Linked DNA regions of Mus musculus: region 1 is linked to region 2. Evidence: chromatin contacts called from public HiChIP or PLAC-seq data. All regions are on one chromosome and are shown on one strand. The core of a region is the stretch at or near the end of the contact, and the rest is flanking DNA. Distances in the headings are between cores, read along the strand shown.

The links. HiChIP or PLAC-seq counts read pairs in DNA pulled down with a chosen protein or histone mark.
Region 1: an HNF4G HiChIP or PLAC-seq map of pancreatic cancer cells shows a contact between it and region 2. The contact joins two enhancer-like sites. A contact is called at or near these places in 1 of 15 datasets of contacts at CTCF or cohesin (large pre-B cells), 12 of 484 Hi-C or Micro-C datasets (cortical neurons, embryonic stem cells, pro-B cells and 1 more), 9 of 115 datasets of contacts at active chromatin or transcription factors (embryonic stem cells, large pre-B cells, microglia and 2 more) and 1 of 9 other capture datasets (embryonic stem cells).

The regions. Positions count from the first base shown.
Region 1 is chr7:25,703,718-25,709,424 of GRCm38.p6, forward strand. Tgfb1 (transforming growth factor, beta 1) reads left to right here. Exons shown (of 7, transcript NM_011577.2): 6 at 408-561; 7 at 1,067-1,360. The coding sequence ends at 1,225. Among named protein-coding and RNA genes, the nearest start is that of Ccdc97, 12 kb to the right of the region's middle. Within about 2 kb of position 2,299, at least 143 of the 459 cell types and tissues checked have an H3K27ac peak or open chromatin away from gene starts, as enhancers often do. A contact at or near this core is called in pancreatic cancer cells, where this site is marked.
Region 2 is chr7:25,427,217-25,432,419 of GRCm38.p6, forward strand. The region is part of intron 4 of 4732471J01Rik (RIKEN cDNA 4732471J01 gene); the gene reads left to right. Among named protein-coding and RNA genes, the nearest start is that of Cxcl17, 17 kb to the left of the region's middle. Within about 2 kb of position 3,060, at least 53 of the 459 cell types and tissues checked have an H3K27ac peak or open chromatin away from gene starts, as enhancers often do. A contact at or near this core is called in pancreatic cancer cells, where this site is marked.

The DNA of each region.
Region 1 (5,707 bases), core at 1,049-3,548, 280 kb after region 2:
TGAGTAGCTATGGCCTCCAAAGGCTTCCATCTGTCCTGTTTGTGCCATTCAGGAGCACCGGCCCTAGCCCCATATTCAGTAGAGGTTTGGTAAATATGTGTCCTACAAATAGGACGTGCAGGCACATGTTGGACTGTGAATTACTCCTGTGTGTTCTGTGGGGATGTGACAGGACTTATTACGTCCTCCCCGAGAGTGCTCATGGGACTGTTGCTAGCCCTGCACTGGCTCTCAAGTGCCTGCCCAGTGGGAGGTGCTTCACTGGCAGCCTGGATGGTTGTAGTGTCACTATTGTCATCACAGGCGTCCTGGAGAGCCTGAGCTGGACAGGAGGCTGAGGGCAGCCGAGGGCTGGAGCGGGCTGCAGGGTTGTCCCTGCTTCTGACCTTTGTTCCTCCTGCCTGCAGCTCCACAGAGAAGAACTGCTGTGTGCGGCAGCTGTACATTGACTTTAGGAAGGACCTGGGTTGGAAGTGGATCCACGAGCCCAAGGGCTACCATGCCAACTTCTGTCTGGGACCCTGCCCCTATATTTGGAGCCTGGACACACAGTACAGCAAGGTGGGTCTGGCTCATGGGACAGGCTGGAGCAGAGGCTGGGGTGGTAGGGAGAGAATGGGAAGCTTAGAGCAGTGGGGAGTCAGCGGGATAGGGTGACAGAGAAACGGAGAAGAGCAGGGGGGGGGTGCAGAGCAGAGCTGGAGAGATGGAAAGAAACAGATTGGGTGAGAAAGGCAAGAGAGCTAGTGATGTGGAGAGATACAGAAAAGGAGGTGGGGAGAATTGGAGATGGGAGAGTAAGTGACTGAGGCAGACAGGAAGAGGAGATAGGATGAAGAGAGAGAGAGAGAGAGGAAGAGAGAGAGAGAGAGAGGCCGAGATGGGGACAGATGAGGGACAGAGAACAATAGGGAGAGACATATATAGAAATAGACTGGGAGAGATAGGGAAACAGAGATGGAAGTTGAGGAGGCTCAGAGATAAGAGACAGAAATGTAGAGATCCTGGTGGGGAGAGAGATAGGGGGAGCCCCTGTACTCTGGCAGTGACCCCGGCCCACCCGCAGGTCCTTGCCCTCTACAACCAACACAACCCGGGCGCTTCGGCGTCACCGTGCTGCGTGCCGCAGGCTTTGGAGCCACTGCCCATCGTCTACTACGTGGGTCGCAAGCCCAAGGTGGAGCAGTTGTCCAACATGATTGTGCGCTCCTGCAAGTGCAGCTGAAGCCCCGCCCCGCCCCGCCCCTCCCGGCAGGCCCGGCCCCGCCCCCGCCCCGCCCGCAGCGCCCGGGGCTGTATTTAAGGACACCTGCACCCCCCCTCAAGCCCACCTGGGGGGCCCATTAAAGGTGACAGAGGACTGGTGGTCTCCGTGTCATTGGCCGCCGGATTGCGTCTCCCTCTTAGCTGACGCCCCTACCACATCTTGTCCCTTTCTGTGCAATCGCCTCCAGCACTCCCTAAGGAACGCCGGCTTTGATCCCAGAATTCCAGGGGGCGACGCTGAGGCCCAGGGAAAACCCTATTAGACTCAGGTATCATCTCTTTAGGCACCGTTCACAGTGCTTTATACCTCTGAGCATCCACGAGGCAATCCGGGAGAGCCTGAATTCCTGCTGGGATGAATTCATTTCTTGGATGATGAGTATATGGAAGAGCAAAAAGTGCTGATACAGTGGGTTGTGGTGGCCCCATGTGACAAGTCCCTGCATTCAGGAGACTGAGGCAGGCAGATAGATATAGCTCAGGCTAGCTCAGATATAACCAGGCTACTGGTTCAGAGTTGAGTGTGTGGTACTGAAATGCCTGCAGTGGGAAGGCAAGGGTTAGATAAGGAACTCTGGGGCTTCCGGGTTACATTAGACCCTATCCCAAAAAACCCCCAATTCACAGAATGTGGTGGCACAGGCCTTTAAGACCAGCACTCAGGAGGCTGTAGCAGATTGGTCTCTGAGTTTGAGGCCAGCCTGGTTTACAGAGCAAGTTCTGGATACACAGGACTACACATAGAAGAAACGGTCTCCAAAATACCAAAACACCAAATCAGTAGTTGGTGTTGGTGCTGACTATGTCACTGGGTGAAAGGAGCCTAGGGGGAGGGGGAGCCACAAGAAGGAAGTGGAATCAGGGAGTGTGTGTGTGTGTGTGTGTGTGTGTGTGTGTGAGAGAGAGAGAGAGAGAGAGAGAGATTCTTGGAAGACCGGAAGTGACAAGTGACAGCCATCTTGGGGTGTGCCACTGTGTGAGGAAAGAGAGCAACGTGACTGGAAGAGTCTAAGGGAAGGGTGTTGGGCGCTGAGTCAGATCCAAGTCAGCACAAGCCAGGGAATGACAACTCTCCTACATGTCAGGTGTGTGGCTGTCCTTGATCACAGCTTTCTTCCCACAGCCTGACAGAGCAGGGGCTGGCCAAGGTTGGCCCCAAGCCTCCTGCAGCCTGCAGCCTGCAGCCTGTTTCTGTAAATAAGTCCCGCTGGCTCACGGCCACACTCGCTGCTTCCTCCACATACTGTTTGGAGCCATGTACTGTTTCTGCAGCCTCGTATGCAGGGCCAGCAATATCACCTGGTCCTTCTGGAAAACCTGTGAAGATGGGTGTGGTCTGAACAGGCTGCCTGTAATTTGAACAGGAGGCAGAGGCAGGAGTATCATCACCACAAGTTCAAAGCCAGCCTGATCTACATAGCCCCCAGCCAAGCAGAGCTAAGTATATGGAAAACCCCTCAGTCCTTCCCACTCTCTCCAAAAGCTTGCTTATCCTTTTTGGGGGATCGTGTGCTCTTTACAGGAGGAAGTATTTACACACACGGAAGGTGGTTACTTCCTAAATCCACAGAACTTAGTTAGTTTAGCATCTGCACATGGATCTAAGACTGCTTTCTTGATCATATCTTGATCAGGAGTATGGGACCCCAAAAGAACTTGGGGGACACATAGCCTTACCAGATGAGCTAAAAAGCTGTATCCGAGGCCTCCATTTCTGGTAAATCACTGCGAGTTAAGTGAATGGTGAGGAACTCTGTCCTCAGTCACCCTGCCTCCTCCCTTCCTGGGGTTGAGAGAGAGAGAGAGAGAGAGAGAGAGAGAGAGAGTGCACATGCATGAGCGTATATGCATGCATGTGTCCTCAGGAAGATAAGTTACCCAGGCAAGAAAGACCGGCTGCCTGAGCCTAGCGAGTCCTGTGTTTCATCTCTTCCCATCTGCTGGGGGGAGCTTGTGAATTCTCTCCTGCTTCCTCTTTCTCAAGCCCGTTTCCTCCTTTCTCCTGTGTTTCACTTCCCCTACCCTCTGCCTTTCTCAGGCCCCCAGGGCTCCTAAACTTGCTTTCCACTCAGGGAGTGTCTGGGAGGGAGGGAGGGAGGGAGGCAGGGTGACTGAGGGCAGAGTTCCTTTGGTTTGAGGTTGACAGCACTGAGCCTGGAAGAGTGGGTCAGAGGCCTCCTAGTCTCGTCCCATCAGGGGCTGAGAGCCTCTGAGGAACAGGTTGGGGTTTGGGGCAGGACAAGAACATTTGTCATTGCCACTAGCTCTGGCCTGGCAGATACACAAACACGCAAGCAAGAACACAATCAGGATTGTAGTCATTCAAGGATTGCTGAATAGCCCCACTACCCCCAGCAGAAGCCAAAGTATGGACAGGGTCCCACAACTACACCAACACATTCACCTCTCAAGACTAGTGACATAGATTCTGACACCTGGCAGTCGACACAGACCACACATACAGACTATAAACAGTCCAGCCCTGGGCCCTCACAGGACATGACACAAGTAGAAAGTTTGATAGAAAAGGCCATCACATAAATATACATTATAGGGCCAAGCTTGCACCACATGCCAGACAGATTCACAGTGTCAAACACACCAGACACACATCACAGCATCAGAGCCCAGCTGGGAAACAGACTACTCCCCCCGGCAGTTACACAAACATCCTCCACGGGGTCATGGTCATTGCGTGACCCGCTGCAAACCCACTCATACCACACACGCCGGGGTTTCATACACGTCACAGTCCCAGCCAGACTACCAGTAGGTCACAGCTACTGTCTGACACTCTTCACACACACCCACTTGCCTGGGGAGTCCCAAGTGGCCCCACAGACCCAGACACAGTCACACCCAGGATCCCAGACTAGTAGCTCCCACGCACCCAGACACACCCCCAGGATTGCCGAGCCCTTATACCAGGCCTTCATTCCCAGAGCCTGCGGATATGACAACTGCTGGCTGTGCCCCATGTCCTGCCCACTGGTGACATAGCCCACCCACCTGCCTGTTGCTCCTAGGCAGGCCTGGTTGCTGGCAGGCCTGGGGGAGGGTAAATTGCAGGCTCAGCATCTCTGCTGCCCTGGCACTTGGGCTCGATGGGTGGCCTGACCCAGCACAGGACACATCCCTCCTACCCACCAGCATCTACCTCACACAGGACAGACAGGATACAGGGTTAGGCAGCTGGGGCACGGGGGAACTTGTGGGAGGGAGTCTGGGTTCCGCCTGGAGCCCTAGCTTCCCGTCCAACTTCCAGGGCAGGAAGCAGCCAAGGAGGCCTGCACAGGCCTTCCTGTCCCGTCCTGGACCTGCTGGGTGAGCGAGGGTGGGTAGGGTGGGAGAGGCAGGAACAAAATTTCCCCTGAAGCCTAATCTCCAGGCGCACACAGTACCAATGTGTTTTGTTTCCAGTGTGACCTTCTAGGTGTTCAGAGCAGCCCGTTCTTCCCCTCAACCCACCCCCACTGATCCCTGAGGGCTTTTGGCCTGCCTGGCTTTGTCAGTTTGGGGTGTGTGTTCAGCTCTGTGTTTGTGGCTAGCAGTGCCACATTTCTGCTGAGTGTCTGCCGCTTCACATTTCGCCTGGGCAAGCTGGAGCTCTTTCTGTGGGTTCCCGCTAGCCCTGTTTGCTATACCAGCGGGTTGCATATCTGGGATGAGTTTTGAGTCTAATTTGTTTTCTCCTGTAGAATCTTCACAGGTCCCCTGGGTATAAATTTTTGCAGTTAGTGTTGGTTTTACCTGAAACTGAGGTGTTTTATACATTTTTGTGGGTCTGTGAGTTTTTATTTATTTTTGAAAGGTGGTGTGTGTTTTGTTTCTTACCTCAGCTGTTTTTGATGCACATGTATGGTAGTTACCAGTGTTTGTGTGCCTTGCGGGTGGGTGATTTGTGAGCTATGTGTGTGCTTTTTAAGTATTTAGTTTAATGTTTTTAATGATGTATGTGAGTGCTGGTCCCAGTGGAGGTCAGGGTGGGCAGATTCCCTTTAAGCTGGAGTGACAGGTGATGGCTTACAAGACGTGGGCACTAAGAACCAAACTCAGGTCCTCTGGAAGAGCTGTAACCCCTCTTACCTGCTGAGACATCACTCCTGCGGGGCTGAAATCGGAACCAGGGTGGCCTCAGGTATGCTAGGGAACAGTCACTCTTAACAGTCACTTCTTTAGCCCCAGGGTCACATATACCCCAGGATGGCTTTGAACTTGAACTCTTTTTTTGTTTTGTTTTTTTGTTTTATAGAGACAGGGTTTCTCTGTGTAGCCCTGGCTGTCCTGGAACTCACTCTGTAGACCAGGCTGGCCTCGGACTCAGAAATCTGCCTGCCTCTGCCTCCCTAGTGCTGGGATTAAAGGTGTGGGCCACCACATCTGGCTAGAACTTGAACTATTAATTACCCTGTTTCTCAGTTTGAATCAAGACCCTTTTGGG
Region 2 (5,203 bases), core at 1,810-4,309:
AGACCTGATGAAATTCGTAAATGAAACTCTGATAAATGCTTTAAGGAAATTAGGCACAGTAAGGACTTAAGCCCTGTGAGAATTGCTTCAGCAGCCGGAGCTTGAGAGATGGGCACACTTTCCTATTTTGTAATCTTAAAACCGAGTCCCTACCCTCTTGCTTCAGAAGACATTGAGGACAAAGCATAACTGGCACTCAGATAGCACAGGTTCTTCAAGGGAAGCCCAGGGCCCCCGACCTGACTCTTATAGATTTTGCTTTCAACCCTAGTCAGAAGAAGTATCTTGGTATAGAAGGCTGGGTATTTGCAACAGGAGTTGTAGTTTCCTGCCAGTGGCTATTTCAGCCATCGTGTGCTGTGCATTTCATGAAATGAAGCAAAGATTTCCCTGAGGCTTGGAGCAGAAAGGGTGGGGGGCTTGCTTATGGCCAGCATTTTCTTTATATCACTCAGCTCCTTGTTCATTAAGTGCTCTCCCAACCCGGGGAATTTTGGCCTTTCTTCTGCTATGGGTTCCCACCAAAGTTCAAGTTTAGTTACATCTGCTTAATTGGTTATGTTTTGAGAAGAGAGGCCCAATGTTGCTTTTCAGAATTCCAGTTTTCACTGTTGGTTTTCAGTTCTGGTTGTTTGTTAGAATCTGAGACATTGACCACCTTCCAGGGCCTGCCCCAGGCCCCAAGGGAGGCTCATTTGATTATTCTGTGTTTCCAGGCACTGATAGTTTAAGAGTGCTCCCAAGATGGCTCGGTGGGTGAGGACATTTGCCAGCAAGCCTCAAGGTCTGTGTTGGCTCCCCAGGTGGGAGGAAGGAGTCTCCTCTTCTAAGCTGTTTTCCAACCTCCAAATGCTTGCGTGGTTTGCTCGCTCCTTCCAGGAAATAAAATGTAGTAAGTGAAATAAAATAATGTTTCCAAGTAATATAGTCATTTTATAGTGAGGAAGCATAGCTAGGTGCTCCATGCCCAGCACCCTGGGCACCTCACTTGCTGACCTCGGGAGACACGGTGTCACTCCTCTGCTACCTGGCTAAAGTGCACACCTTGAACTTAACCCTGAAGAAATATTAGGTGAGCCAGAATTGAGGGTTATCACAAGCCCCATCCCCACTCCCATCACACCAAAAAACAGATGGCTAATATTCTTCAGAAAATGTTAAGGTCACCCAGGTATGGGAGTAGTACTGAGGAGCCAGAGGTATAAGGCTCACAAATTCCAGGCCAGCATGAACCTTGCCTCCAGCAAAAGTGAAACCACTAGGCTCAGGTCTATGATCCCAGAACTTGGGAGGTGGTGATGGGAGGGTCAGGAACTAAAGGTCCACCCGGATTGTGTAGCACACTGGAGAGGCACCTAGGCTGAAAATAACCACCACCACCCTCCTGCGGCAACAGTGAAAACCTAACCTAACAAAAACCAACCGACTGAATAAACCCCAGGCCTCATCAGCTCCTCAAGTTCATCTGGGCCACTTCCAAGAACAGTTAGCTCCATAGCAAGCTCAGGCCAGGCTGAACTACAAAAACGAGACTTGCCTCAAAAACAAAGCAAACGGGCTGGAGAGATGGCTCAGAGGTTAAGAGCACCGACTGCTCTTAACCTGAGTTCAAATCCCAGCAACCACATGGTGGCTCACAACCATCTGTAATGAGATGACACCCTCTTCTGGGGTGTCTGAAGACAGTGTACTTATAATAAATAAATAAATCTTAAAAAAAAACCAAACCAAACAAAAGAACTAAATCAAAATGTTATGGTCATGAAGACAAAAACTTGGAACAACTCTACCAATTTAGAGAAGACTAAGGGAATTGAAGATAAGCTCAGAGGTAGAACACTTTGCTAGAGTGTGCTAGACCTTGGGTTCAATCACCAGGACTTCAAATCAAAAATCAAAGTAAAACAGAAATACCCACTACTAAAAATAACCTTTAAAGGCACGAAACAGGTAAATATGATATAGAACCTTAGGTTGGAGCTTGGTTCAGTAAAAGGTGGTGGCCCATGTCTTTGATCCCAGGACTCAGGAGGCAGAGGCAGGCAGATCTCTGTGAGTTCCAGGTCAGCCTGATGTAATAGGGAGTTCCTATCAAAGGCTACACAGAGACACACTGTCTCAAAAAAAAAAAAAAAGCTTCCAGATCATTTTAATTTCTTATCAAAGTTAAGAACTACTTATTTAAATTTAAGCTTGCTTAGTAATCCTTTTAAAAGCTAACTTAATTTTCTTAAGCTGCTGTTTATCCACATTTCCAGCTATTCCTGTAATCTATAGATCGAGTTCAGACTCCTTAGGGTGTCATTCATAGTCCTTCAGCATGGCTCCTTGGTCTGCAGTCAACCATGACTGACGCACATTTTATGTCCTGAAAGATTCCTGCCTTGCTGTTCAGCCTCCCAAATTTTTCATCCCAAGCCTTGTTTCAGATCCTGTCTTACTGTTGAAGTTTAGTATAATTATTTCCACTAGAGTTATCGTTGAATTCTGTGGATGCAATGGTGTGAAGTGGAAACAGGAGCTTCAGATTCCAAAATATTTGAATCTAGACTGGTTGTGGGGGTATACTCTGTGGGGGTATACTCTGGGAGGCAGAAACAGATGGAACTCTATTAGTTCAGGCCAGCCTAGTCTATATAGTGAGTTTTAGACTAGCCAGGGCTACATAATGAAGTTCTGTTTAAAGCATAGAAAGAAATTCATGAATATATGTGTGTATCTAAAGGCTGGTTCCATCTACAAGTTCTGAGGTAAGAGCTAACTGTGTGAGGATGAGTCATGGTGACCTATAGATGAGATACAAATGGAAAGGTCGCAGTACTAGACTCCTGTCTCTTCATTATTGTGGTTCAGTGGTCCCTAAAGGCATTTTGTAGGTTGTTACTCATGGTTTTATGGTTAAACTTGTTATCAATTTCCTGCATGGCCTTTAATATTTCTTTTTTGCTTGCTCATCACCAAAACAACAGACATTTTAGAATGGAATGGAATGCTTGGGACTTTAAGGAATCCATCCAACTGAGTTTTTTTTCTCTTTTCTTGAGTATGACTTAGTAAACAAATGACCTACTAAAAGGAGAATGTAACCCAACCTAGGGAGAAGGGAGGATGTAAGTTCCTAAGGGCCAGAGGGCCCACCTCTGCTTAGACAAACATGACAGCATAATTTCTAGGAAGCATAACTCCTTAATTGTCCTTAAATCCTGCGCCCTGCGTAGCAACTGTCCCAAGGTGAGTGAGTGTACATAAGTGAGTCAGCTCTCTCATGAATCCTTTCTGACTCCTCCACTCATCAGGTCTGTGAAAGTGAGGCCAAAGGGACAGGTGAGAAGGAAGTCAGATGCCAAGAGGCATAGAAAGGGACAGGTGGGGTTGCCAAGCATGGTTCAAGGCCGTTAAGCACTGGCTCTGGAGTCTCCACCTCTTTGTGATTGTTCCAGGAACTCTCCTGGTTTTTCTACTTCCTTATTGCATTTCTTCTTGGTGCATCCCTTTTATGGTCTGAGAAAGGCTGTGCAAATAGTTCACAAGACTGTCAACTTGTGACTTCTTATGTGGTCAGGGAATCTGGTCCTGCATTTTCCTAAAAAAAAAAAGTAACGATTCATAAACAGTAGGCTAAGGAAGTGCCTTGAAATTGTGCTAGGTGTTAGGAAGCAGGCGCCTATGTGAATATTGAGACAGAAAACAGCTTATGTTGGCTGTGTCCAATCTTAAAGTGTGTGTGTGTGTGTGTGTGTGTGTGTGGAGGGTGGGGGAGGTCAAAATCATTCTGGAAGGTGGATTTTGTTTGGGAGATCTCAGAAAAATTTAAGACAGCTTTTGCCCAGATTGAGTGCAGATGAAGTTAAATTATGGAGTTGGTCCATATCGGGCACATTACTTAACGCCCTTGTCCTTGACTTTTTTAGGTTGTAGAAATGGGCACGATTATAGACTCTTTTGAGAGGATAGCACTTCATGTAAAGCCTTAGATAATGGGTGCTGAGTGTGAGTGGTTGTGATCACGGGAGCAGGTAAAGGTGCTAGCCTGGGTATCTATTTTGGGATGGTTGCTTGCTTGCAGCAGGGTCCTGGCAGGGAAGCTGGAAGTGAAATGACCCAGGGAGGCAGGCATTCCGGGTCTCACTAGGTAGTTCTTGGAAAATAGCTTTGCGCAAAAGGAGTTTACAAGGGATGAGAAAGCAGTTATAATCTCCTGGAGGTCCAGGCATGGATCCTAAAATTACCTACGTTTTTGTCAAGCCTTGATACAGATTTCAGGGAATGCCCTGGGAAGAGCATTCATCTGCCTAAGATAGTTCCTTATGAAAAGGCCAGAGTCATTATTTTCATCTTTGTACTGTTCTCATTTATAAGGTGTGAAGAGAAGGACCGAAGAAGGCTCCAATAAGGAAATGAGCAGGTTTGAGACTGGTACTTGTGCCCTGAGGGAGCATGTATTTTATTTGAACATAAAAAGGGCTTCATAAAAGGGTGTCCCCATATAAACCCAGTGGGCACCCTGAGATGGTTGTAGACTCCCCTGTGAAATGCTGAGGCAGAGTCACAACAGAAGGCAGTACGCTGGTCTTGGCTGTGTGGTAGCTTACATGGAGGCTTGTCATTTAAGACAAGGGAAAAGACCTGGGAGAGAGAACTGGATGGTGAGAGGACAGGACTGCAAAGATACTTATGGGGGCCATCCCAGGTCAGGCACTTGCATGACTCTAGTCTCTTACTGTCATTTTCTTATTCTGTGTTATACATGAGAGATGAGGTGAAGGAGATCAAGGGTTCTGCCCAGGGTCATCCAGCTGGAGCTACAGTGTCCTACCTCAAAGCCTGTCCTGCTTCCCTACCGAACAGACAAATGAAAGGCAAAAAAGGAAAGCAGGTTGAATTCATGTCCCTGGTGATGTTTAGAAAGGGTACTTGTGCTAAGTCAGATAGTGACTGCCCAGTGTCCACATCCCATTGGAACCTGGGAACCCTTTATCTGCCTGAAGGACATTGCAGGTTCAATGACGTCAGCATCTTGGGATAGAGATCTCTGGATATCTGAGTGGTCCAGGTAAGTTAAGAGGATCCTGGAGCAGAAACTTCCAGGAGCTATATCAGGCAGAGTTACATTCAGCTCTCAACCTCCAAAAGTATTTTTTATTCTGCTGATGCCTTTGTTTTGACATAGAGACGTTTTGAATTGTGACCTCCAGAACTGTAA